Linked DNA regions of Mus musculus: all the other regions are linked to region 6. Evidence: chromatin contacts called from public ChIA-PET and Hi-C data. All regions are on one chromosome and are shown on one strand. The core of a region is the stretch at or near the end of the contact, and the rest is flanking DNA. Distances in the headings are between cores, read along the strand shown. Region 1 overlaps Kidins220 (kinase D-interacting substrate 220). Region 2 has its middle 230 kb from the start of Gm36886. Region 3 has its middle 110 kb from the start of Gm29835. Region 4 overlaps Kidins220 (kinase D-interacting substrate 220). Region 5 overlaps Gm36287 (a long non-coding RNA gene). Region 6 overlaps Gm36723 (a long non-coding RNA gene).

What was found. Hi-C and Micro-C count contacts between places; a contact is called where the count stands out from the background. ChIA-PET counts read pairs in DNA pulled down with a chosen protein or histone mark.
Region 1: a Hi-C map of uterus shows a contact between it and region 6, with 4 times the contacts expected there. The contact joins two enhancer-like sites. A contact is called at or near these places in 1 of 15 datasets of contacts at CTCF or cohesin (large pre-B cells) and 5 of 484 Hi-C or Micro-C datasets (cranial neural crest, embryonic stem cells, group 2 innate lymphoid cells and 1 more).
Region 2: an RNA polymerase II ChIA-PET map of memory CD8 T cells shows a contact between it and region 6, with 8 read pairs. The contact joins two enhancer-like sites. A contact is called at or near these places in 1 of 484 Hi-C or Micro-C datasets (pro-B cells) and 2 of 115 datasets of contacts at active chromatin or transcription factors (effector CD8 T cells and memory CD8 T cells).
Region 3: a contact with region 6 is called in an RNA polymerase II ChIA-PET map of memory CD8 T cells, with 5 times the contacts expected there. The contact joins two enhancer-like sites. A contact is called at or near these places in 1 of 484 Hi-C or Micro-C datasets (embryonic fibroblasts) and 3 of 115 datasets of contacts at active chromatin or transcription factors (CD8 T cells, effector CD8 T cells and memory CD8 T cells).
Region 4: an RNA polymerase II ChIA-PET map of memory CD8 T cells shows a contact between it and region 6, with 19 read pairs. The contact joins two enhancer-like sites. A contact is called at or near these places in 1 of 15 datasets of contacts at CTCF or cohesin (large pre-B cells), 1 of 484 Hi-C or Micro-C datasets (cranial neural crest) and 1 of 115 datasets of contacts at active chromatin or transcription factors (memory CD8 T cells).
Region 5: a Hi-C map of natural killer cells shows a contact between it and region 6, with 4 times the contacts expected there. The contact joins two enhancer-like sites. A contact is called at or near these places in 1 of 484 Hi-C or Micro-C datasets (natural killer cells) and 1 of 115 datasets of contacts at active chromatin or transcription factors (memory CD8 T cells).

What each region holds. Positions count from the first base shown.
Region 1 is chr12:25,032,789-25,036,613 of GRCm38.p6, forward strand. It overlaps Kidins220 (kinase D-interacting substrate 220), which reads left to right. Exons shown (of 32, transcript NM_001081378.1): 23 at 3,666-3,825. Among named protein-coding and RNA genes, the nearest start is that of Gm36236, 59 kb to the left of the region's middle. Within about 2 kb of position 1,758, at least 70 of the 459 cell types and tissues checked have an H3K27ac peak or open chromatin away from gene starts, as enhancers often do. A contact at or near this core is called in uterus, where this site is marked.
Region 2 is chr12:25,699,738-25,703,955 of GRCm38.p6, forward strand. No RefSeq gene overlaps it. Among named protein-coding and RNA genes, the nearest start is that of Gm36886, 230 kb to the left of the region's middle. Within about 2 kb of position 2,679, at least 32 of the 459 cell types and tissues checked have an H3K27ac peak or open chromatin away from gene starts, as enhancers often do. A contact at or near this core is called in memory CD8 T cells, where this site is marked.
Region 3 is chr12:25,862,403-25,866,286 of GRCm38.p6, forward strand. No RefSeq gene overlaps it. Among named protein-coding and RNA genes, the nearest start is that of Gm29835, 110 kb to the right of the region's middle. Within about 2 kb of position 1,914, at least 27 of the 459 cell types and tissues checked have an H3K27ac peak or open chromatin away from gene starts, as enhancers often do. A contact at or near this core is called in CD8 T cells and memory CD8 T cells, where this site is marked.
Region 4 is chr12:25,011,289-25,015,456 of GRCm38.p6, forward strand. Kidins220 (kinase D-interacting substrate 220) reads left to right here. Exons shown (of 32, transcript NM_001081378.1): 20 at 212-300; 21 at 2,009-2,153. Among named protein-coding and RNA genes, the nearest start is that of Gm36236, 38 kb to the left of the region's middle. Within about 2 kb of position 2,048, at least 89 of the 459 cell types and tissues checked have an H3K27ac peak or open chromatin away from gene starts, as enhancers often do. A contact at or near this core is called in memory CD8 T cells, where this site is marked.
Region 5 is chr12:25,154,146-25,158,238 of GRCm38.p6, forward strand. All of the region lies in intron 4 of Gm36287 (a long non-coding RNA gene), which reads left to right. Among named protein-coding and RNA genes, the nearest start is that of Gm36287, 17 kb to the left of the region's middle. Within about 2 kb of position 1,431, at least 60 of the 459 cell types and tissues checked have an H3K27ac peak or open chromatin away from gene starts, as enhancers often do. A contact at or near this core is called in memory CD8 T cells and natural killer cells, where this site is marked.
Region 6 is chr12:25,435,982-25,440,306 of GRCm38.p6, forward strand. The region is part of intron 9 of Gm36723 (a long non-coding RNA gene); the gene reads left to right. Among named protein-coding and RNA genes, the nearest start is that of Gm36886, 37 kb to the right of the region's middle. Within about 2 kb of position 2,565, at least 88 of the 459 cell types and tissues checked have an H3K27ac peak or open chromatin away from gene starts, as enhancers often do. A contact at or near this core is called in CD8 T cells, memory CD8 T cells, natural killer cells and 1 more, where this site is marked.

The sequences.
Region 1 (3,825 bases), core at 508-3,007, 400 kb before region 6:
GGAGTAAGATGTTTAAGAAGATACTTGCACTAGTAGGTGTACATCTGGCGTGCAGGAGAGTAAGGACCTTAGGTCTGTCATAGAGGAATACGAGCGTCCTTCAGGTAGGCTTCCCTAAGCAAGAGAATTGTGCTGAATGCAAAGGATGACTGAGAAGTAAGTGGGTGAAGACAGGAGGAGAGAGTGTCTAGGGTTTTGTCTGTCTTTCCAAAGATATTAGTAGTAAAAAAAAAAAATGAGTTTTATGGGGCTAGAGAGATGGTGCAACAGTTAAGAGTACGTACTGAACGCCAGAGGACTCAAGTATAGTTCCTAGCACACATATGGCAGTTGACAAACTTCTGTCCCATGATTTTTTGCACTCATGTGCACATATATCAACATTCAGGCATATACACCTATAATTTATGTCATTTAAAATTACTTTTAAAATGAGTTGTGTGGTATCTTTTGTTTCTGACTCTGGCATTACAGTGGGTGGCTTTTGTTGTTTTTTCCTTCATTGCTAGTGATTGAACCTAGGGCTTTGTGGGTGCTAAGCAAGCACCCTTTCATGAAGGTACATCCCCAGCACTGAGTGGGCCTTTCTGTCTGTATTATTGTGAGGGTCGTCTGGAAGTTAAGTTTGTCTCAAGTGTAATACAGTTCCAAGGCAGATGAGAGCTTATAAAGATGTTTGGATTGCCTAGCATTCGTGAAACCCTGGGCTTGATCATCAGTGAGTGAAAATTGGGAGGTGGAGTGGGGTGGGGGGGTAAATCTTAATTTTAATTCTTTATTGGATAATCACATTATTAGATGACCAACTTCAGAAAAAATATAATGTCCGTTTCATAAGTTATACATTATGGACCTTTAAGATATAAAATTTTCCATTTAATTTTGAGCCTTACTTTGAATAGAATTGACAGGAATGACTTATGTAAATTCTGCCAAGTAATTTATTTGTGTCTTCTATAATAAAGCACTGTCATTTATCATCAAAATGCTTTAACTTACATGGATGTTGGCATTAACAAGTGCTGTTCGATCAGTGGCATCAAAAGAAACTACACTCAAGCTTCCTGGGAGCTCAGTGATGCCTGTACTGTAAAAATGCTTTCTGTGGGCCATTTAACTGCTGGCAACTTTAGTTCACATGATTCCTAGTGCTGAAAATTTAAATTTGCTCTTAATTGAAAAGTGAAGTTATTTAAATTCTTTAAATGCTAACCTTTGGAAAAAATATCTGAAAAATAAAAGCCCATATGATTTTGATGGCCCACTGCCAAAAGATTATCATTTACATAAACGTCTCTTTTAACAGAAGGGCTTAATGCATTGAGCTCAAAAGGTTAGAATAGAGACTCCAATCTGGAGAGCAGCAGTAGACGTTTGGCTTGTGAACAGCCGCATTGTTCGCCACGCTGAGAACACTGTTCGCATTCAGGCTGAAAGCAACGCTGGCATTAGGATTCGGTTAATTTGTTTCATGTGACTTGTCAGCTGTGTGTTTTTATCTAAATCTTCCTAGCCTCTTCTTTTTGTGTGTTACACTTCTGAGAAATGAACTGCCTTTTTAACTGTTTCATTTCTAGTGTTTTTTCTACGTTTGCAAATGATACCATGTGATCGTTTTCCAGGTTTTCATTACTCATTAAATGTACTTAATAATCAGTGAGGATGCTGTTTTACTTTATTGAAAGCAATGGTATCTTAAAGAGCTTTGTGCTGTGTGCATGTTTGAGTCTGTAGCAGGAGTCTGTGAGACTCACACAGAACTGCTCGCCCTGTTTTCTCACGAGCACCCATTCTTTCCTTGTTTGCTAATTTTGTTCTCTGGATCTTCCCTCAGATGACTTTTAATATCTGGCTACCAGCCAAGTACTGGGTCTCAGCAATAAAGTGCTGATCCCAAAGAAAAGATGCAGCTGTTGCTAATCTTAGGGTTCCATCTCACTTGGGAAGAGCAGGCAAATGTTCTTTCCCCTAAAATGGAGCCCTAGTGCCACCCAGGAGCACAGGCTCTTGAGTAACTGGCCAGTGCTGTGAGGAGAGCTTCTAGAGATGCTGTTACCATAGGAAACGTGTGCGGAGGCTGTGCGGTCTCATGGCTGGCGTTTGCCTAGGTCTGCAGAGCTGTCCTCCCAGTCAGAGAGGTGGCCATGCCACCACTAGGCAGGTTTCCTCCAGGTTCATCGTGGTCCTGTTACTCTCCTCCTCACCTCCCCAAGTTCCCTGGGAACTGTGATCTGCTTCCTTCACACTGGCCAGATTCCTTACTTAATATAGCTGATTATGAGGTTTGCCCCTGTCAAGTTCAACACAGTCTACTCCCTTTTCCTGTTCAGTTGTATTCTGTGATATCAGCCTCCATCCACTCTGTACCCATCACTTAGTGGACACTGGCCCTTCTCCCAATTCTCCTGTCCACCTGTTTGAGCATCTCCGTTGTGGTTTTCATTGCTTTATCTCTGGAGCATTCGCTCACACATCTCAGATCAGCTTACTTACTCCCTGGTGGTTAGTAGGGAGAACCCAGAAGAACTGGAACATTCTGGCCATTTGTTTACTTTCAAGACAATTTCATATTGATCATTGTAACATTGTCTAGTAAGTGTTTTTAATGACTAAAATTCACTTATTTTTACATTTGAGAATTTCTGATTGATTCAAAATTATTTATGGTTTGAACTCATATAAATATGAGTTTATATATATACACACACACACATACATACATACATACACATACATACAATAAAAGAGTACAAATATATTACTATATTTGATTGACTAAATCTTATCCTTTCCAGGCTACCTTCTGTGTTTTATCATATCTATTATACAATAAGCATATATTAGTTTTACAATAGAAAATAGCCTTTTATAAAGGAAAAAAAACCTGTGCTGACACTTTTTTAGTTTGTGTGATTTATTTAAAAAGCTTTTTCCCTGGGGGAGGGGGGGGGAAGAGCCACGGTGTCACATTGAAAAATCCCAGGTTGGGCCCCCAATGGAGGAGCTAGAGAAAATACCCAAGGAGCTAAAGGGATCTGCAACCCCATAGGTGGAACAACATTATGAACTAACCAGTACCCCGGAGCTCTTGACTCTAGCTGCATATGTATCAAAAGATGGCCTAGTCGGCCATCACTGGAAAGAGAGGCCCATTGGACATGCAAACTTTATATGCCCCAGTACAGGGGAACGCCAGGGCCAAAAAGTGGGAGTGGGTGGGTAGGGGAGTGGGGGGGGGTATGGGGGACTTTTGGGATAGCATTGGAAATGTAAATGAGGAAAATACCTAATAAAAATATTTTTAAAAAAGAAAAAAGAAAAATCCCAGGTCTCAGCACCAGCCTCTCCCTCATTGTGTGATATGGGTGCGCTCATAGCCCAGTTCAGTCAGCGAGCAGGAGCAGTTGGCTGTGGTGTACCTGGTGTGTCTTCCTCTTTCTCATTGTCTCTCTAGTCCACACCCATCAGTGCAGTTCTGACTTCCTCACTGTCACCTTAGTCGTCTTGGGACTGTATTATTATTTCCCTCTTTTAGGTTCTTTGAAGGATATTTTTGAAATGAGAGCCAGTGTGTAATGTGCTCCTTGTGGACAGAAGCAACAAGGTTTAAGAATGAAGAATTTGATAGCAGCATTAATGGATTTTTCATTTCTTTCTTTTTGAAGAATATCAAAGAATATCCCAACAACTAAAGATGTTGAGCCACTTCTTGAAATTGATGGAGATATAAGAAATTTTGAAGTGTTTTTGTCTTCAAGGACTCCAGTTCTTGTGGCTCGAGATGTAAAGACCTTTTTGCCATGCACGGTAAACCTGGATCCCAAA
Region 2 (4,218 bases), core at 1,429-3,928, 260 kb after region 6:
CTTTCTACTTCTCTTTAATGGTGTAGTGTGGTACCATTTTCCGATTCTTCCCTTGAGGTGACCAGACACTGTTGCACACCAGGCATGGATGAATGAAGTCCAGAAAGGGTGGGCCAGCAGAATCCCAGTCTGACAATGAATTCCAGAGGAAGAAGTCCTTCTCTGAGGATTTAAGTGTTACAGTTCTATTCAATGAAGCACCTCTTTTAGAGGCAGTTCAAGGAAACAACTTGGACACATACACTTGATTGGAGGCAAATCAAGGGATATATATATATATATAGTGGTATATATATGTATATGTATACACACACACACACACACACACACACACACATATATATATATATATATATATATATATATATATATATATGCCTAGAAGAAGGCCTGTGCTCCTTTGTCTGGGGTTGCCATTTTGAAAAATGGCCAATTCCCACATGCTTGACGTTTCTGCAGAATAGATGTCCTTTGTTTTTGCATGCTATATGAGTCTGGGGTCTTCCTTCAGCAATTTTCAGACTCTTATCCCACTCTATACTTTATATATGCATATCCACATCCATATATATGCATGCACACCACACATATAGTCTAAGTAAACATTTTTATTTCTACATGTGCATTGTGCATGTGTGTGGAGTGTGCATGCCATCGTACACATGTGGAGATTACAGGACAGCTTAACAGGAAGTCAATTCTCTTATTCCACAATGTAGACTCTAGGGATCTAACGTGGGTCATCAGGCTTGAAGACCAGAACTTTTGTTGGCTAAGCCATTTAAATGAAACTTTCCAGAAGAGCTAGATGATCAAAAGCCACTTAGTTGTATTAGTGTCTTTTTCTGGTTGTGATATAATAACCTGACAAAACGGAGAAGAGTTTATTTAATCTTAGAGTTTCAGATGGAGAGAGTCCACTGTGGTGAGGAACACGGCAATAGGTGGCGGTGGGGCATAGCACTAGCTGGGGGCAGAGCCCGGCAGCAGAAACAGGAAGACAGTGGTTACCATTGCATCTGTCAACAAGTGGAGGCAGGCTTTCAAAGTTCAGAACCGGTCCCCAGTGACATACTTCTTCAGCAAGTTCGTCCTATTGGTCCCATACCCTTTCCCAAACAGTGTCTCAAGCTGCCAAATGTTGAAACACATGAGACCTGTGAGGCTGTGTCTCATTCAGACTACAGCAGAGGCCACTGTCACTTTGTCACTATGGTGCACTGAAGTGGGCGGTAGGTGCGAGCTTTATGGAAATTGCTGAAAGATCACCACCTCCTTACGCTGCTCCCATTCTCCGCCCCCACCCTACCCACCCCGAGATCCACCTGCACCTACCATGTGTGTTCCAGTGAGGAATGTCCCCCATCATCTTGTTCGTTTGAACATTTGGTTCCCAGAAGGTGCAGCTGTCTGGGAAGGTTTAGGACATGTGCTTTAATAGAGGGAGTATGTCACAGGAGGTGGGCTTTGAGATTAAAGCCTCATGTCATTTCCAGTCATTATCTATGCTTACTGCTTATGTTACAAGACATGTGCCCTCAGCTTGTCACTCAAGCCACCGTGCCTTCCACCTCCTTCATTCTGTCCCCAACATTATGAACTCAAACCCCCTGGAACCATGAGCCTAAATAAACTCTTTCTTCTATAAGTTGCCTTGATCACAGTGTTTCACCACAGCAGCAGAAAAGTGACTAACACACTGTTGCCATTGAACTTTGGTGTTGAACTTCTTAGGGCTAACATTTATGAGAGGTATAGGTAATAGAAATCATTTTGGTAGGTTTTAATTCATTCACTCATGTATTCAAAGCTGTCTTTCTCAAGGCATGTCAAGAAGCCTTGACATAGGTGTATGAGCGAGTGACAAGCTAGCAGTAGGAACTGACCATGGTGTAAACTCACAAAATGCAGCACATTCTAGGTCAAAGAGTAGCCTTTGGGGACCCAGGTGCATTCCTTCACAGGACCCAGAAAGTTGTCAGTGCTTCTCCTACAGGAACGGAGTAAGCACCTGCTTGATTTCTATTGTGTTGTTGCAACACCATAACCAAAAGTGGTTTAGAGAAGCAATTGTTCATTTTGTGTACATTTCAATATCACAGTCCCACTGAAGGAAGTCATGGTAAGGGCTCATTCAGAAACTTGAAGCAGAAGCTATGGAGGGCTGTGGCTTGCTGGATCGCTCTTTCTTTCTTTCTTTCTTTCTTTCTTTCTTTCTTTCTTTCTTTCTTTCTTCTTTTCTTTTCTTTTCTTTTCTTTTCTTTTCTTTTCTTTTCTTTTCTTTTCTTTTCTTTTTTTTTTTTTTTTGAGACAGGGTTTCTCTGTGTACTTTGGCTGAACTCACTCTGTAGACCAGGCTGGCCTCGAACTCAGAAATCCACCTGCCTCTGCCTCCCAAGTGCTGGGATTAAAGGCGTGCCCCACCACCGCCCAGCCATACTTAGCTTTCTTGTATAGTTCAGGACCAGCTGTCCCCCACAGTATGCTGGGCCCTCCTCCACCATTTAACACTAAAGGCAATGCCCAACAGATACAACCGCTGGTCAGCCTGGTTCTGCTCTCCTTTCAGATGACTCCAGGCTGTGTCAGTTTGACAGTTGAAGCTAACTAGGACTGTGTGGAAGCCCACAGGGAGCAGCAGGTGCGCGGGGTGCCTGGTTGTACCTGGGAAATGTAAATGCAAGCTTTGTTTCCTTGTCTCTTGAAATGCTGGAAGGAAAACCACAGGTGCCTTCAAGGAAACAGATGGAAGCTGCGGTGTGTTTTGTGTAACCAAAGCATTAGGCTGTGTTTGTGTGGCTTCGGGCGAGTTACTTCCTCTGAGCTCTGATCTTTCTCAGGTGCAGCTCCAGAAACCATCCTTTCCTTTCCTTGTGGCTTTCTCGGGTCCACCGGCTTGCTCCGCCTCTGTGGTGTAAAAGACGCAGGCCCCTCTGTCATAGGCAGTAGACTGGCATGCCGTCTGGGTTTCCTTTCTAATCTTCCGCGAGTCTCATTCCAGAGCCCTTGGACAATAGGGCGGCATGGTGGGAGAGAGAAGAATGAACTCAGGGAGGGGGCCGGCCAATCTTAGCTTATTTCAAAGAGTTCACGTGGATTGTAAGTGTCGGATCATGAGGAGGCTGGCAAAAGGGCCCGCTCCTCATGAGGTCTGGTTAATATTAGGAATTATTGCCTCAAACACTGCAGGTGTGGATCGACCCCTTTCAGTCCCTGCAAGTGGGGCTGCAACCGCCTTTGACAGCCTCCAAGCTGCAGAGTGCTCACGCCCAGGGCAGACAATGATGCGGGGGAGTTGCTGGTTTTAGGATAGAAAATTACAATGCATATATAGTAAACAGCACCTGGAAGTTTACTAATGATTTTTACAATTAACAGCAGCGGTCTGATTATTCATGCGTGCTTTCTATGAAAGAGAAGAAAGGAAGCAGATGTTGAAAACAGTCACGTGGCTTGGAGTTTACTGGGAGGGGGCCCTGGTGGTGAGAGAAGAAGGATGGATGGGCTGGAGCAAAAGGAAGGAAGAGTGAACGAGGTGGAGATAGCTTCCTGTGGTTTTGCTCTGGCTGTCGTATGCAAATAGCCTCATCCAGATCTCACAAGAAACCTTCAGATACTTTCACATCTTCTTAAGTCATTTCTACACTCTGCATGTTTAAAGCCCCATGTAGTTTGCAGCGGCTGAGCAATAGATATATTAAGTAGTCAATGGAAACATATGATTGGGCTTTTTTTTTTTTTCTGTTTCGTACTAAATTTTGTGTGGCTCTGATGAACATGTAGGATGATTCTGGCTCAATGCCTGTAAAAGGCACCAGGTGGGCTTCTGGTTACTTCTAGAGACTCCTGTTCTTCAACCATGAAGCCATCTGTATTATATTCTGAAACTTGATGTCTGATTCCAATGTTTTTCACCCTTTGTTTCTCAGCCTTTTAAACCCCTTGCTCAGCTCCAAGTAAATTTGATGACTTTGTCTACAACTGAATGCTGAATGGACTTGTTTATATACTGAAAAGGGATGGTGTTGTCAGACAGTGCTCTTAAGGGTTAAATGTTTTCTTGTTTCACCATACACAGGCTTGCTCTCTCTCTCTCTCTCTGTCTCTCTCTCTCTCTGTCTCTCTCTGTCTCTCTCTCTCTCTCTGTCTCTCTATCTATCTATCTATCTATCTATCTATCTATCTATCTATCTATCTATCTATCTATTCCCCTCCCTT
Region 3 (3,884 bases), core at 664-3,163, 430 kb after region 6:
CCAATTCTAAGGAGGGGCATACACACTTTTACTCTTACCACTAGTTGGAAGCGCTTTTTTTTTTTTTTCTCTCGTCAATGGCAGACCTCAAATTCCTATGCTGGAAAAATGTCAAGGTCTTCAAGTTCTTTAAGAAGAGACTGCCCACTTCTTCTGAGGTTCACACCAGAAATGCTGGCTAGTATGTGGGGGAAAAGAGGCTTTCTTTGTGGTTTGCCAGCTTCATGGGCTGACACATAAATAAGCATAGGTAAATAATTTTCTGGAAACCAGCCAAGTAAAATGATATGTTCTCAGACCAACCTGGAGATCCGAGTCAGAAGTGAGGCCATCTTTGCCACAGTGCTCATGCATGGTTTACAGGTTCCCTGTTTAGCTGACTCCCTTGGAAGAGTCTGTATAATACCAGATCAAGCCTCCTTAGGTCTTACTCTAAAGACTGTCTCTAAACAGAGCAAAAGAGGAGACAGGCATCTTGAAGCTGAGAAGTGGGAGGGAGAACAGAGATAAGAGAAAAAAATAGGAGTTGAAATCTGTGATGGGCAACCACAGACCTCATGCCTAGGGGATTAAAACACTCTATAGTGATTATCCCCAAATGGATTGCATTGTGTCTTTTCATTGTGATGGTGCTAAAATGGTCACCAGGAAGTCAGAAAGTCAACTTCAGGTTTTCACCAGCATTTGTGTGTACCATGGGAACCCCTCACATGACCTGCATATGTTAGCTAAATGCCCCAAACCAATGGTAGATGCCTGGCATTGAAGAGCTCTGGAGATGCCTTCCTCCTGAAGAGCCACAGTGGCTTTTCAGAAGGCCTCTCTGGGTTTTACAGTCAGAGCCTCTGAAATTCTCAGGGCCCCAGGAGTGATCTTTACAGTCGTTATCTGTGTGTTCCAGGTAGCTGATGCTCTCTTGTTTAAAATTCTCCAGTGAGATTCCAGATTTGTCAGGGTGAACTTCAAAGTCCCTGTGTCCTTTGGTTACTGTGAGCCTTTGCAGGCCTCAGCCCCCTCTCTACGTGAAATATTTTCTTTCTGGCATTTTCAAGGATGGACCCCTTCTCATGTGTGTACGTGTGCATGTGTTTTCATGTGAGTGAGTTGTGTCCTTTATCAAGTGTCCTCTAATTCCTGACCCCTGACTGTTTTGGGACAGGGTCTCTCACAGCCTGCCAAGTAGACTAGGATGGCCGACCAGTGACCTCCAGTGGTCAGCCTACTTGCCTCCCCTTCCGGAGTCTGGAGTTTTAAGTGCTTACTCTTCCCATTCTGAAACTTGTGATGGACACCAAGCTTTCGTCAAACTCAGAGTTTCTCCTGCCTCTGCCTGACAAATGCAGGCACTAAAAGCGTACACCACTCTATTTTGCTGTTTGCCCTGCTCTAACTCCCTTTATTTTATATTCTCTCTGCTTTAACAATCGATGTCTCATCCCACTTTCTCACCATGTTCCTGTTCCATCCTGTTATTCCTCCCCTCCCCTTGCCGCCATCAAGACACTGTTGGTAAGATGCTGCTTCCTGTGAGACCTGCCCTGGAAGTGAGCTGGGCTATCCCTGTTCTCATCGAAGCTTAGGCTTGCTCTGTTGCTGCTCTGGATTCTCTGGGCATTTTCTCACTTAGTTTTCTTTTGCCTCTCCCTGGTGACTTTGACTTGCATGTGCAGTCTGTGATCTAAACACAGGGCACAACTGGTGACAGAAAAAAAAGATAAACAAATAAATGTGAGATAAAGAAATAAAAGGAAACTAGGCGTACTGACATTCTAATAAAGAGGTCTCTGTACTATCTATCATGCAGAGGCCCAAAATGCTGTCATAACCTTTTGCCTCCTCAGGCTGTGTAGGAACCATGCTAACCTCAGCCTCGGCAATGTGACAGATCTTCCTGGAATAACCAGAATCAGGGGGGCTGGGTGTCTCTTGCCCACACCCAGTGCTGTGTTCGCTTTCTGTGTTTCCTGTCTGCCCACTCACGTTTGATTTGGTCTCTTTCTCATCAGTGAGGCTATTTTCTTTCACAACATATGCTTATTTTTTATTTTGCCCATCCTTTTGAAATGCTCATGTCTCTCTGACATTTGTCAAAATGGTTTAATGTTTTTTATTTTATAAATTCACGTCTTTAGAGACCTGCCCTTGCAATTTAGGGATACAACCACCAGGTGGCAGGATGGCTTTCAAACTACCAGGCTCAGCCTATTGGCTGAATTCTGTAGGAAGTAGGTGTCTACCCAACTTAAGAATGGCAGCCCCTGCAGGGCACTTCTAGGGTGAGAAGCTCAGGGAGGGAAGACAGCCATTTAGTTATGAAAATGGAGGGGAAAAAAGTCGTCTGTGCAAATGCCTGGGGTCAGCAATTTAGGAGCACTGATTACCATCCATGGCGGTCCTTCTCCTCAAGAGTTAAGTCATCTGACAAGGTGTCCTTCAACCATGTTGGACACTGCCTTGATCTCACTCAGTAGGGATGCTCCATCTCTCAAATAGCCCTTTCTAAGCAACCTTTAGCACTGCCATGTCACTGATGTCTGTCCGGGTGGGTCTTAGAGCTATTCCCTCTTATTTGCCCCCTCCTCCAAGAAATCTGTCAGAAGAAATCAAAGGAAAAATTTTAAAAAAGGCCATGGTGGCTGTGTTCCATGCAATGTTTTGTTCTGTTTCCACCAGAAGGGAAAGATTCGAAATGTCCCACCACCTGGGTCCACTTGGTTTGCCTGAAGTTAATTCACTCACCAGCTGTCAGGGCTGCTTCTGTCCTTGGGTGAGATTTGGCTTGCTCACCCACTCTTCTGAGCTGCAACTGGGCCTGGCCTCATTAGAAGCCATGTGGCCTCCATAGCTGGCACCATTACTGTCCCTGGAGTCAACCCGGATTACATCAGCCTCCTCTGATGGCCCAGAGCAGATTTCACACTTTTTTTCCTCTTTCCAATTTGTGCTGTTTGGTTGCTGCCTTTGCATCCTGGGGAGTCGCTGTGTGGTATGCAGTCAGAGGGGCTGCCATGATTCTCAGTCTTGCTCTTACAGCTCAGCCCCACTTCTCCAACTCAGTGCCCCCGGGGGACTCCAGGTGGGGGTGAGCTTACAAACACTATCCACTTTAAATTTTTTTCTGAGTAACTCAGGTTGGTACTGTAGATGGTGAGGTTTTTGGCAGACTTATACTCCCCATCCTTTCTAACAGATGCATGGGAGAATCCCAAGAGTGCACACGGGAGCATATCTTTGTTCAAAAGGCTGGGCAGCCTTCTATTGACTTGACCCACACCAGGTGGGGGATACACATAGAGGCTTTCTCATGGAGTTAATGAAGCTGAACAAGAATTTACTCGGGTCTTCTATCACATTGCTGGGTACCATTTAGATGGATTGTGGGTGATGAAAATGAGCTTGAGTTATGCATGAGAAACGTTAAATTCCAGTCTTCACTGCACCCCTGTAAATACCTGCGCTGTTTAAGAGATATAAGAATGCATACTGCAGAAGACCAACATCGCCCAACAGGTGACAGAGACTCAGAACAACACTGTTCTGGGTCTTTCTAGACCAAACCTTGCATGCTCTCCTCTGAAGCAGTTCATGTCATTCCTAAGTCTGATTGTTTTTCAGTTCATAAAAGCAAGACTTGCTTAGTATAAAAAATTCAAAGACGTAGACAAATACAGTCTTTGAACTATCTTTGGCCCATGAGTCAGTGTTAACTTCACCAAACGATTTGATGTGTCTCCATTCTGTGGTTATTGTCAGCAATATTTCTAATACACAGCTAAGTAGATCAACAGATGGGCCAACACTCAGTTAACTCTTTCTCCATTGGTCTAAATTTGAGTCTTGTCTCACACAAATGGCAATCACAGGGTAGAGTTTGAATTCCCCCT
Region 4 (4,168 bases), core at 798-3,297, 430 kb before region 6:
TTACACTGCAAGTAGGAAACGGAGAGCAAACACAAAGGCATACATCTTCAAACTCTCAAAAGGCATCTCCAGGGACACACTTCCTGCAGCAAGCCTCATCCCCTAAGCCTCCCAAGCAGCAGCCTCAAGTGGGGCCCAGTGTTCAGACACAGGAGGCTCTGGGAGAAACTCATTTTAACCACCACAGTGCTGTCCCAATGCTTTCTTCCAGGAGTGCAGGAGGATGCTGACAGAAGAGTTTCACAGAACAGCCTTGGGGAGATGACAAAGCTTGGTAGCAAAACGGCCCTCAACAGAAGGGTAAGGTGCCATTCCTGCCGTTTAATGGTGTGATTGAATTTTCCTTAGAGTGTTGGGGTTGAGCCTTTCAAAGCCTTCCGCATGCTAGGCAAGTATTCTGCCACTTAGCTATATCCTGACTCTGATTTTTATTTTTTTAGCAGTCATTCAAATAAAATTAAGTTTGTGGCACCTAGTGTTCTTCTGTAAACAATGCCTAGTGTTCTCTGTAAACAACGCCTAGTGTACTCTGTAAACGCCTAGTGTTCTCTGTAATCAACGCCTAGTGTTCTCCTGTAAAGGCAAACACGAAGCTAAGCTCTTGAGGTCGGTGCGGAGCTCCCTTTCAGCGTCAGCTGCCTCAGAGCTGCCTGGAGGGTAAAGACCTTCATCAGGGAGGAGGCCCCCACCCCGCAGCCTCTTCCCAGATCACTGCTGACTCTGCACCTAAGTAGTAAGATTTCCTAGCCAGCAAATGATCGTGGCCTCACGTTCGTTCCTGAGCAGGTGCCGGCCCTACTTTTTTTTTTTTTTTTTAATCTCTTTAGGTTCTTTCTCTTTGCCCAATGTTTACAAGGTCTGGATTGTAGTCTCCACGCCCAGGTGTGATTCAGGGCCCTTCCCAGTCTCCCTGGGTTTCTGGTTCAGTGCTTCAGTCTCTCTGTCCACCCATCTTATTTGTAGAGCAAAACCAGGTGTATTTATTTAGGCTTGTAAAGTGGGAAGGTGTCCACAGGCAGGGGAGCTTTGCTGATAATGTCACTTACGGATGGCTGACGTGGGCTCATACTGGCATTGCCTGTTTTCTTGTTTGCTACCATCTGGACATTACTTTGGTTTTGTTTTGGTTTTGGTTTTGGTTTTGGTTTTTCGGGACAGGGTTTCTCTGTATAGCCCTGGCTGTCCTGGAACTCACTTTGTAGATCAGGCTGGCCTCAAACTCAGAAATCCACCTCCTGAGTGCTGGGATTAAAGGTGTGCACCACCACGCCCAGCTTTTTTTTTGGGGGGGGGGCATTACTTTTTAAACCTTGTGTCTTTGGCTTTGTGCCCACATGCTTTGCAGGATATGAATTCAGAGATAATATGAGTGACAAATGATAGCGCCAAGGTCAGGGGGGTGTGTGATGCTGCATGTTGGATTTCTCTCTTGGCAGCCCAGGTTCTTGGGGACCTATGGTTTCATCTACCTTTCCCATGCGTCAGGACTCGGGGGAGTGTTCTTCTCTTAGGAGTGGGATACCTTAGCCACTCCAGCCCACTCTACAGGGTGCCTTCAACTCTTTGAGGAAATGCCAGGGAAGTTAAGAGTGGCTGTGCCTGGGATAAAATCGTGTTACACTTTAAAACACCCTAAAAATAGAGATGCTGAATCCCTAGAACCATGAAGGAACTTACCTGCTTTATTGTTTTATGGCTCCTAGTACGAGGCTTTATGGAGCTTGACCGTGATTTTCTTTACAGAGTTCTGTGCACTTCTTATCTGAGACATTACGTTTTCTCTAACACATGGGATGCCTGCCTGCCAACTCTACTGAGTCATTGCTCTGGAAAGTGCCTCAGAAGTGACTGTACTTGACTAGCCTGCAATCTTTCTCTTTGGTTAATATTGTGAATTCTGCTTTTCTTACCCACTGAGTTGGCTCTGCAGTCTGTTTTGTTGGTCTTACCATAAGCGTGCATGTTAACTCTCAAGGATGGGTGTTTCTCACTGGTGCTGTTGTTTCAGGATACTTACCGCAGAAGGCAGATGCAGAGAACCATCACGAGGCAGATGTCCTTTGATCTCACAAAGCTGCTGGTTACTGAGGATTGGTTCAGTGACATCAGTCCACAAACCATGAGACGGTTACTCAATATTGTTTCGGTGACAGGTGACTTTTGTTTTTCAAGTTCTGTGACAGATAATAAGTTTTATTTTGTTTATATTGTTTTGAGATAGTAGGCATTGAACTCAGGGCTTGTGCAAGCTCTGTGAATGTTGTGCTATTGAGTTGCACCCCCAGACTCACCATAAGTTTTAACGTTAACAGAGCACTTTGAGTGTGAGCTGTGTTGGTAGTGGTAGATGATAGTAGTAACTTTTTTGTAATAGTACTTGACAATCTGATATCACTTGGGAATTTATCTTAAAAGTTCATCATTTTAAAGTTCTTTTACTTTATATTTAGGCTAAATTTATATAATTTATATAACTGAGCACATTAATATTTGTGCTGAAATTCAGATTTTTATATACTGCCATATTATTTCAGTTTTTCTATGATAATTTGAATAAAAATATTTGTAATACAATGGAGACTATTAGCTAGGCAGTGGTGGCCCACATCTTTAATCTCAACACTCTGGAGGCAGAGACAGGCATATCTTTGATCAGGTTCAAGGCAAGCTTGGTCTACAGAGTGAACTCTAGGTCAGCCAGAGCTAAACAGAGAAACCCTGTCTCGAACCTCCCAAGCCTGCCCCATTCCCCAAAAAGGAGCTTATTGCTATGACTGAATTCTTTGTGTGGACGCTGCTCTTCTGTATGTTAAGGCTAATTAGCATGAGAGCAGTCATAGACACACTTGCATTTTAACTTCTAGAATGTGTGTCTTTCCTTACATGGTATTGCTTGGTACCTTCTGGTGTTTCCTAGTGTTGACTCTGTCAATTGGAATTGCATTTTATACTAAGTTTAGGGCTCCTGACGTAAACTGTATTATAGGTGGGGGTCATACCTAAGATAACATTTTATAGTTATAAATCTCTTTAAATGAGACTTCAATCTTCCAATGCTGGTTCGACAGAGGAACTGTTTCCTGATATTATTGCTAACACCGACATTCTCACTTGACAATATGTCTTATCATCCTTCTTATGCCCAGAGTTGGTCTGGGCATGGTAGAAATTTAACAGGAAGTAAGATAGCACCCCTCCCACTCAAGCACCTCCCTTTCCCTGGAACTTCTCCTGGCTCTGCCCCTCCTGGCTCTGCCCCTGCCTTGGCCCTGCTTCTGTTCTCAGCAAAGCTCCTTGGTAGAGCACACTGCCCTCTCCCATGCTGTTCTTCCTCCAGTCCTCCCAGATTTCCCAAGACCCTTCTCAGGGCTTCAGCGAGGAGACTGCACTTGAGGTTCCCCAATGGCTCCTACAGGGAGCGTGCAGGGCCAGGGCTCCATCCTTATCTGGATGCCACAAGCAGCTGTAGCAATGGTTTCCCTCCTAACTGTTGCTAGTTAACACATTGTGTCCTCTTGCTCTTTAATATTAGGCTGCCCGTGACTACAGTTCTTGGAGCTCAACTTTGTATCTTGACCAGTTTTCATTAACATGGCCTGTCATGATTCTGAGCAGTGGGTTTTCTCAATTCTTTAGGTGTTTCCCTACCTATAAGCTTTTCCATGAGACCTTCCTGCATCTCAAACGAAACGATTCTGCCGCCTCCTTCCATGTTTCCTCCTACTCCATAGAACAGCTGTCTTCTGACACATACTGTCTTTGTCTGTCTGTTCTCTGGAAGGGGAGACCCTCATGCAAGGGTCTTTGTCTGATCTGCTTAACCGCAGTACCCACTTCAGCATCTGGAATAGATTGTGAATGAGTAAGAGACCTGAATGAAATTAGAACCACACTTCACATGGCTCTTTGAGAGAAGCATTCTGAGGAAAAGGAGCAGCAACTGCAGAGGCTGGGAGCTGGATTCCAAGAACAGCTAGAGTGCCAGCCTGGGTGGAGTGAGAGGAGCAGAGCGGCGTGAAGTGGTGTCAGAGAGCTGCAGCTCATCCGAGGCCTTAGGGCTCCAGAATCCACAGCAAGGAATTTAGAGTGTTGAGACATCTTCAGGGACTCCAAAGAGACCTGAGTTGATACCTTTAAATAATTGATGCTAGCCAGGCCTGGTGGCACA
Region 5 (4,093 bases), core at 181-2,680, 280 kb before region 6:
GTAGACCTGGTCTCTGCAGCTCATTCACAAGCTTCCCCTGCTGAGACCCCTGACTCCCATCTTCCTGATCTATAGGGTCTGACTTTACATTTGCCATTCCGTGCTGGGCACTGTAGAGAGGGGGCACAGGGCATTCAGTGCAGAGCCCTTGGCCCATATTTATATTCTTTTGATTCAGTTTTAATTCCTTTGTAGCGTAGCATACAGAATAATGGTTTGATTGTGACATTTGCATACAGGCTTGCACTCCATGTTGCTCACCCCTTTCATTATCCAATTGGTATTTGTTACGGTGCTTTCAGCGTAAGGAATGGGTCAATATTAGAGAAGAGAAAGGAAGGAAAGAGTATGAATCAGGATGCCTTGTCTAGGTGGGAGCAGAAGATATAGGAGCTCCATCGGGCTGTACCTAGGCCCTGAGGGACTAGGCACATGCTGGCAGTTCTGATGACTCTTCCACTGAAGTCAGGAGACCTCTTCAGATGCCTTAAGGGAGACTTCTATGGGAGAGAGAGGTAGCCCGGCTGGGTAGCCATCTTGGACCAGCAGGACTTGAGGTAAAATGCTGTCATTGGATGGTGTAGCTGTAATTTGCACAGTGCAAGGAAGGTGAGTTTCTCTGTGCACGATTCCTGCCCTCTTGGCTGGGGAGGGGACTATGTTGTGGGGGACATGAGTCCTGGGGAGGTAAGGGGCCTTCACACTCTGATGTAAAGTCCTCGGTGAGCCTCATGAAGTCCCCATAGCAGGTTCTGAATTAAAGATTTAGATTGAGCCGGATCTAAACTCAAGTCTCATTTTTCGCCCCCGTGTAGACATGGAGATTTTTTGAGCCCCCAAACTCCAGCCTTTGGGCTTAGTAGCAAGCTAGTTCCAAATACAGTGTTGTCTCAAGGTTTGAATTCATACCTGGCCCATGCCTGGGTTAGTCTAAATTGTTCCCATTTCTGGCTTGTGAATACACCTGGCTGCCCCAGAGATGGGCCCTCCCACTCCTCTGCTTTTTGTGTGGAAGTGTTGTCCATTCTTTCTACCTCCCAGTCCACTCAAGCAGGGTCTGTTGGACCCCAGGCCCTTCAGCCCCTTCCCCACCATGACCTTCATAGCTCTCATTCCATCAGGCAGCGTCAGCATGAAGAGAATTAACTGGAGGCCTCTTTGCTGTGTGCCCAGGTCTGGCTTCTGGCTCCAGGTCTGAGGTTCACTCCTAGACATGCACTTGTGGTTGTTCAGTGCCGTAGACCCCAGTCTCCCCTTGCTCAAGACTAAGTGAGTTTCTCCTCAGGGAGAGATGGTGGGCCCTTCTGAGAGCACCCTTCTCACGTTAGCCCTCCTTTACGGTGAGCTGAAGGCGAGGCTTCATGCTAGGACAGTGCTAGAGGAAGGGGTGTGGCTACATGAGACATCTGTCTGAGCTTGTGGGCATCACTGTGAGCACAATTCCGTGCATACTCATGGTTCACAGGACACCCTTCACGCAGTGACCTTTTCCTCAGTGTCAGAACACGGTGGCTTCTCAAATGTCAACAACTTGAATTCACTCGTAGTGACATCACCGTGAGGTGCCTTGAGTCAGCTTTGGGGTGGAAAGTTCAGATGTTTTTAGCGGTTTGAATAATGATATTAAAAAAAGGATCCTAAAACAAACTGCAAAAGGCCCCAGAAAACCCAAGCTTTCACAGGTCTGCAGCCCCACCAAGCTTCTCCCTCCTCCCCGCATGCTCCTGCTTCTGCTACAAATGAGATGTCTTCAGTGCTCTGCCCGTGGAGGGGGCGTGGCACCATTGCCCCATCAGTCTCTTTCCTCCCAGACAGATCAGGGAAGTTATAATCCCAAAGGCCTCTTGAACATTCATCTACCCAACCCCAGTCCTGTCCCCTGCCTGCAGGTGTGGCTGTCGTTATCTCTCACTACCCCCAAATTGTCATGGTCAGACACAGTATTTCTCCATTCTGGGTGTCCTTTAGTTTGTTTGTGCGGCTTGTTCCCCTCAGTGAGTTCATCGTGTCTGTCATATCATCTCAGGTTTGACCTTCTGCCTTTACACCGTCCTCGAAACAGTGACTGTGTGTCTTGTAAAATGAACAAGGATATATACATGTACATTTCGCCCTGCAGGGTTATTATAAAGGGAAAATGCAGAGACATGTCAGGTCTAGAAGATTCTGGAAGCTCTTTGAAGCCCTGCGAGGACTCACTACCTCCTAATAGCTCAGCAGTCAGTGTTGTCTCCGTTTAGAAATTCTCAGGACTGGGGATAGAGCTTAGTAGGTCAAGTGCTTGCCTAGCGTGCACACAGTCAGGCTCACAGAAACCAGGTGTGCTGTAGCACAGACCTCTCAGCCCAGCACTTGGGAGGTGGGAGATAACAGGATTATCTAGATACCCGTCACCCTCAGTGACATCAGATTAATAGACCAGCATGAACTACACGAAAATGTATCAAAGATAAATAAATAAATAAATTAATTAATTAAAAAGAAAGAAAAGGAAAAAAAAGCAGTTTAGTGAGAGACATTCATATATCATACACTTTGTTCATGAAAAGTCTCCAACCCATGACCTCCTCGAGGGTTAAGCATTACTGATGTACCTGAAGGCTCTGTAGCTTTGGTGGCATTAGAGGCAGCCACAGAGGGAGGGCAGGCGCTGGGCTGCTGGCGTTGGGTGGTCCTGGGGAGAAAGATTCTGTCAAGGCCCAGAAGTGATGAGCAGTCTTAAGCAGTGATCTAGACTTAAACAAAAAGGGACAATTGAGGCGTAGGGATGTAGTTAGTTCATGGGTCAAGTATTTTTCCCAGCACGACCCAAGTGCAATGTCCCATCCCTAGAACCACAAAGCTGAAATGGAAAGTTTTCTGGTCGCATGCTGGAGGACAGGTGTCTTGGCCAATGGGAACTGGGGGATGGAAGGGTGGGTGCAGAGAGCAGTAGGTTTTGGAGGAAAGATAAGCCGGGGTCACACATGACTGGTGCTGAGTGGGACTTAAATATTGAGGGATTGGGGGAAGTAGAGAAAGCTGCAGAGGGCATTGACAAGGGTAACCTGTGAGATATGACCTAAAATCCAGCCTGTAGGAAGTTCCTGCACCCTCCCTGAGGCTTCAGCAGCAGGCCGAGGCCCAGAAGAGGAACTGTGCGTGAGGTTCTATGCTGGAAAACTAGGACAACCTGTTTCTGCCACTGCCGCCCAGCCCAGAAATGCTGGTGCAGGTGGCCGGTGAATAAGGGTTCCTCTTTTCCTACAATGTCTGGTAGGGGAATTCAGCAAGAAGGACTTGAGTCTGGAGCTCTGACCCCAACTTCCTCATACAGATGTGTAGGGAGAGCTGCCTGTGTAAACTGGGTGCCTGCTTCCACAGGACCACCCAGGGCAGGGCCATACACTCACACCTAGAGGCTCCTGAGCCTGGCTGTCTGGGGATCTGTAAGTGGCCACCACCCCTCCCCAACTTTTCTTCCTCTAGGTCCATGTCTGTGCCACACGCTGCTGCCAGGCCTTTCTGTGCCTGTCCCACCAGTGCAGGAAGGCCTGGCTGTGGGTCCGAACCTAGGCAGGAGATTGCCTTCATTTTTCCCTACCGTGACAGGGCCCCTCTCTCTGCTAGCTTTTTGTGATCTCCTGTGTATCATACTCCTGGCAGGACCCAGGGCATTAGAGGGTCAGTCTCTAAGAAATCAGAGTGTAACCAAGGAAACTTACCTCCTTCTCAGAACAGGCAATGGGCAGAGCCTGACCTTCCTGGCTAGGCTATGGCTTCTCCCCTGTAGGAAAGAGGGGACATATTTCTAACTCAGGGAGGTGACTTTCCTTCTCTTAGACCTTGGGCTGCAAAGTGCTTATACCTCAGCGATGGTGACCTTCGTGTGTTCTCAAGGCATTCCCCCTCTCGTGCTGGATGTGACCTCAAACTCCGAACTCCTGCTGTCTGTGATGTCTCAAGAAGTCCAGGGCACCCTCCTCTCTCTCTGAGCATCTACGCCTGTGTGCCTGCCCCTGTCTTTAGGGTCCAGGGAACTATTGAGATCCATTAGCCTGCTGCTGCATCTCTGCTGTGAGAAGCAGCTGCAGTTTATGAAGTCTCCCACATA
Region 6 (4,325 bases), core at 1,315-3,814:
ACACACACACACACACACACACACACGTGTGTGTATATATATGTAATAAATGCCAAAACAGCCATGAACTCTGGGTTTCTCAGTTTCCTTGGATATAAAATGGAATATTAAAAAGCACCTGAAGCTATAGGGAACGTACAATGGGTTGATACTTGAGAAGAGTTAGTGCTATCTTGTTTGGCTTCTTCCAAACCGTATTCAGACACTGAGACTCAGAGGCCTTGGTGCAGTGATGGTCATTCAGCCGGGGAGCCATGATTAAACTTGAACCCAGATTTGTGTATTTTTACAAAGTCAAGGCTTTTCCTGCTGAAGGTCAGTCTCCCTTGTAACTTCTCCACAGAGCCCTGTGTTTGGTGCACAGTGGGTAGATGTGCCCATGGTTCTGAGCCTCCAGGGCTCTGAGTTGGCTGTAGTAGTCTTAGGGACCTCCCCCAGTCACTTTGCATAACCAGGGGCTGCCCAAGGCTGTCCCATCAGTGTCACCTGACATGGTAGATGTTTTTCTTAGAAATCCCAAATACATGTTGTTGTTTCTAAAGTTTAACTTTCCAAAGGACATTCTTAGACCTAGCTGTAAAATCCCATAAATTAAATTGAAATTGGTCACGTTTATGATGGAGCTGTGAAAAAAAACCAAAAAACCCGCAAGTGTTACGGATTTATGGCCCTGGGCTCATATTCAGCTGCTCACCGCTTCTGCTTCTAGGTCTTTCTATGCTGTGTGGGGCAAAATTTATATTTGTGAGTGAGATCATTATAAATCTTTTATGTACCACAAGTGCAGTTTTAAATGTTAGCAGGCATGCAGAACTAGGCCCAGGAGGTACCTGCTGTATTTCATGGATTACAGCTCCTCTTGTAGCTGGCAAAAATCAAATTCCTTAAAACCTCAAACCCAAACTCAAATGCTGAACTTTGCGCTTGCATCTGACTCTCTCTGGAGAGGCAGACTTTGTGACAGAGCTTGAGGCTCAGAATGTTGTTAAAAACAAAAAGCTTCCCACTGTCTCCCTCCCCCTACCCTTTCCATCTTCCATAGCCTAACATAACCTAGGCAAGGATTCTATTACTGAACTACATTCTCAGATCGAAAATTATCATCTTTGACCTGTTTTGTTGTTGTTGTTTGTTGATTTATTTTCCTTACTTTCCTCTCTCTCCCTTCATTCCTTTCTTCCTTTCCTCTTTCTTTTCTTCCTTTTTCCCTCCCTCCTCCTTCTCTCTTGGCAAGGTCTCACAGTGCAGTCCAGGCTTGCCTGGAACTCGTTATGTCACCCGTGCTGACATTACACCTGAAGCCATCTTTCTGTCTTCATGCCTTAGCCTCCGCAATGCTGGGATTACAGGAATAAACTACCTTACCCTGCAGCTATATTATTTGTGGTTTTAAACACAACCTTCACGAGCAATTGTGGTAACCTATGCCTCTAATCCTAGCACTTAGAATGTGGGGACAAAAGGACCAGAAGTTTGAGGCCATCCTGGACTACTTGAGACCCTACCTCAATAGAATAAAAATGAACCAGAATAAAATCAGATAAAAGCCTTCAGGCATAGCCGTTTCCCAATGTCCATTCTACTCTCTGGTTATCTTATTTGGTTGGTAACAGTTCTTCCTGGCTAAGAAGATAACTAGGTTGTTAAAATGCTTGCCAAAGAATCAGGAGGCTCTGAGTTTCCAGCCCGGAACTAGTGAAAAATGCTGGGCTTGCATTCCCAGCACCAGGAGGCAGAAATAGGAAGATCCTGGGGCTCGTTTGACAGTCTGCTTAGCCTTGGCAATGGCCCAAGGAAGTGAGGGATTCTGTCTCATACTGCAATGTGGACAGCTCCTGAGGAATGAGGTTGACCTCTGGCTTCCACATACATGTACACACAGGTGTACCTTCATATATACACATGTGCATACACACGCTCGGACAGACAGACAGAAAGACACACACACACACACACACACACACACACACACACACACACACACTTAAGACACACAGGTATACCTTCATATATACACATGTGAATACGAACACTCGGACAGACAGTCAGAAAGAAACACAAACACAAACACATACACACACACACACACACACACACACACACACACACACACACGTTGTTTAAAGAATCTAGAGGCTATTGTCCTTGATCTGTGCCCTGTGTCATCTCTCTATGCAGTAGTTATCCTCCTGCTTTTTGGTTCCATCCCAGAACTCACCTGACCCCTCCTCATGAAGTTCTGCTCCTGCCTCTGCTCTAATTCCTTGATCACCTACTGAGCACCAAACATCAACATCCTCTTCTCAGGTTCCTCTAACATACTAAAACGAACACAGTTTGTTAACCTAAATTCAGCTTTCTGAGCCTTTGTATGTCCCAACTATGGCTTCAAATCCTGTGAGCCCAGCAGGTGTGAAACCAAAGCCGAGCAGCCTTTTTTTTTTTTTTTTTTTTTTTTTTTTTTTTTTTTTTTTGTCACAGGGGAGATGAGTACTTCCACAATTGGAGTGTGGAGGAGACCAGAGGGCCAGGCGCCCAGGGAGGAAGCACAGGGTGTCTCCAGTGGAATAAATTATCTGCAAGGGTTGTGGTTAGTGTTCAGTCTGAGTGAGGCCCACACAGCTGGGACACCCTGTACTTTTGATCTGGCCTTTCAAGCTTGGGTGATGCCAGGAAATTGCCTGTAATGGACTGAAGGCTGCAGTATAGAAAATGAGAAGGGATTGTTATAAAAACAATGGGGCCTACTTCCCTGCCCTCCCTTCCCACACCTGCTTTGTGCACAGAGTCCATCTTGGCTCCAGGAGGGGGTGCGGGGTGGGGGGGACTGGAACCGGGTGCCTGGAACTCAAGGGCTGTTTGGCTGCAGACTGACTAGTTTGTGGGCAGGGACCTTTCCTGGGCTCTGAGGCACACCGGCTGTGTCAGACAACCACGACACATGTCACTGAGTCATCTCTAGCAACCCAGTCATTTCGGCCACAGGAAGTTGGGCACCTGCACTCCTCTTTTGAAAATAGCTAGCAATAGGGTGGGTGGGTGGGGGTGAAAGTGTTCAGTTGATTGACTTGGCACTCACGGCCACACCCTACCTTCAAGCATGGTGGATATATGAGCAATTTCAGAAGGGTACTGCAGTGTTACCCCTGGGTGCCTGTCATCACAGGACTTGAGAGTTCCTTTCCATAGTGAAGAGAGAAGGGGGTCATCTTGCATGCATTGTACCCGACACCTGTCAGGTGGGATGGGAAAGATTTCCTTCCTTCCTTTCATGCTAGCCCTGGGAGCATCGTCCGAGGGTGGACTTTCCATGGGACTGGTGGTGCCTGACAGGTGCGAGTGCAGAGGGCACAGAAACAGCTGATTTGGCCACAGGCATTAGAAATCTCTTCTGGCTTCCTATTTCCATATGACTATATGTCCTCAGGGACTGACATGAGTTCAGGATAGTAGTCTCCCTTAGGGGAAAGTCCTGACACCAGTTAGGTCATCACAGCAGAGCAAGCGTTTCATTTGTAATCATGCGGAGGTGGCAACTTAATACTCTGAAGTTTTCTACTACAAGGCAACTGCATTTGCTCCATGTAAGTCTGTGGTATAGACACTTTTAATGTCCTCTCCCACCATGCAATGGGACCATTGCCAAGCCTAAGAATATTACAAAACAAGTCGGAGGAAGGTAGGTTTAAAGTCGATGAAGAATACATTAATGGGCATAGAGGCAGAACCATGAGTGGCATACATTCCCAGTACCATGCAGGACAAGAGACGACACAAGGCACACCCAGAGACACCTACATGAGGCACCAACAATCTCTTTGCTTTAGAAGTGAGCGGAGATATATTGGAGTAGCAGTTTTCAATCTATGTGTTAAGAACCCTTTGGCAGGGTTCACATATCAGATATTCTGAATATCAGATATTTACAATTCACAACAGAAGCAAAATTACAGTTATAGAGTAGCAACAAAATAATTTTATGGTTGGGAGCCACTTCAACATGAGGAAGTGTACTAGTGGGTTGCAGCAAAGGAAGGCTGAGAACCACTGCATTAGAGAGACGTTTGCAATAAACTTTGTCATAGCAGATGAAGACGAAGAACACAGTCACATGGTTCAGCTTCTATGCCAATTAATGTGTTCTCTATGGTTGTGATGGTTAATCTTGGGGGTCAGATAAGGATGGGGAAAATGGAAGATGAAATCCTGCTGAGGCCTAGGTATGTGTGTGTGTGTGTGTGTGTGTGTGTGTACCTGGAGTAGGTACTTGGGTACCTAGTTACCACATACATTGCTCTGCAGTAGCAGTGAACATATATTTTATT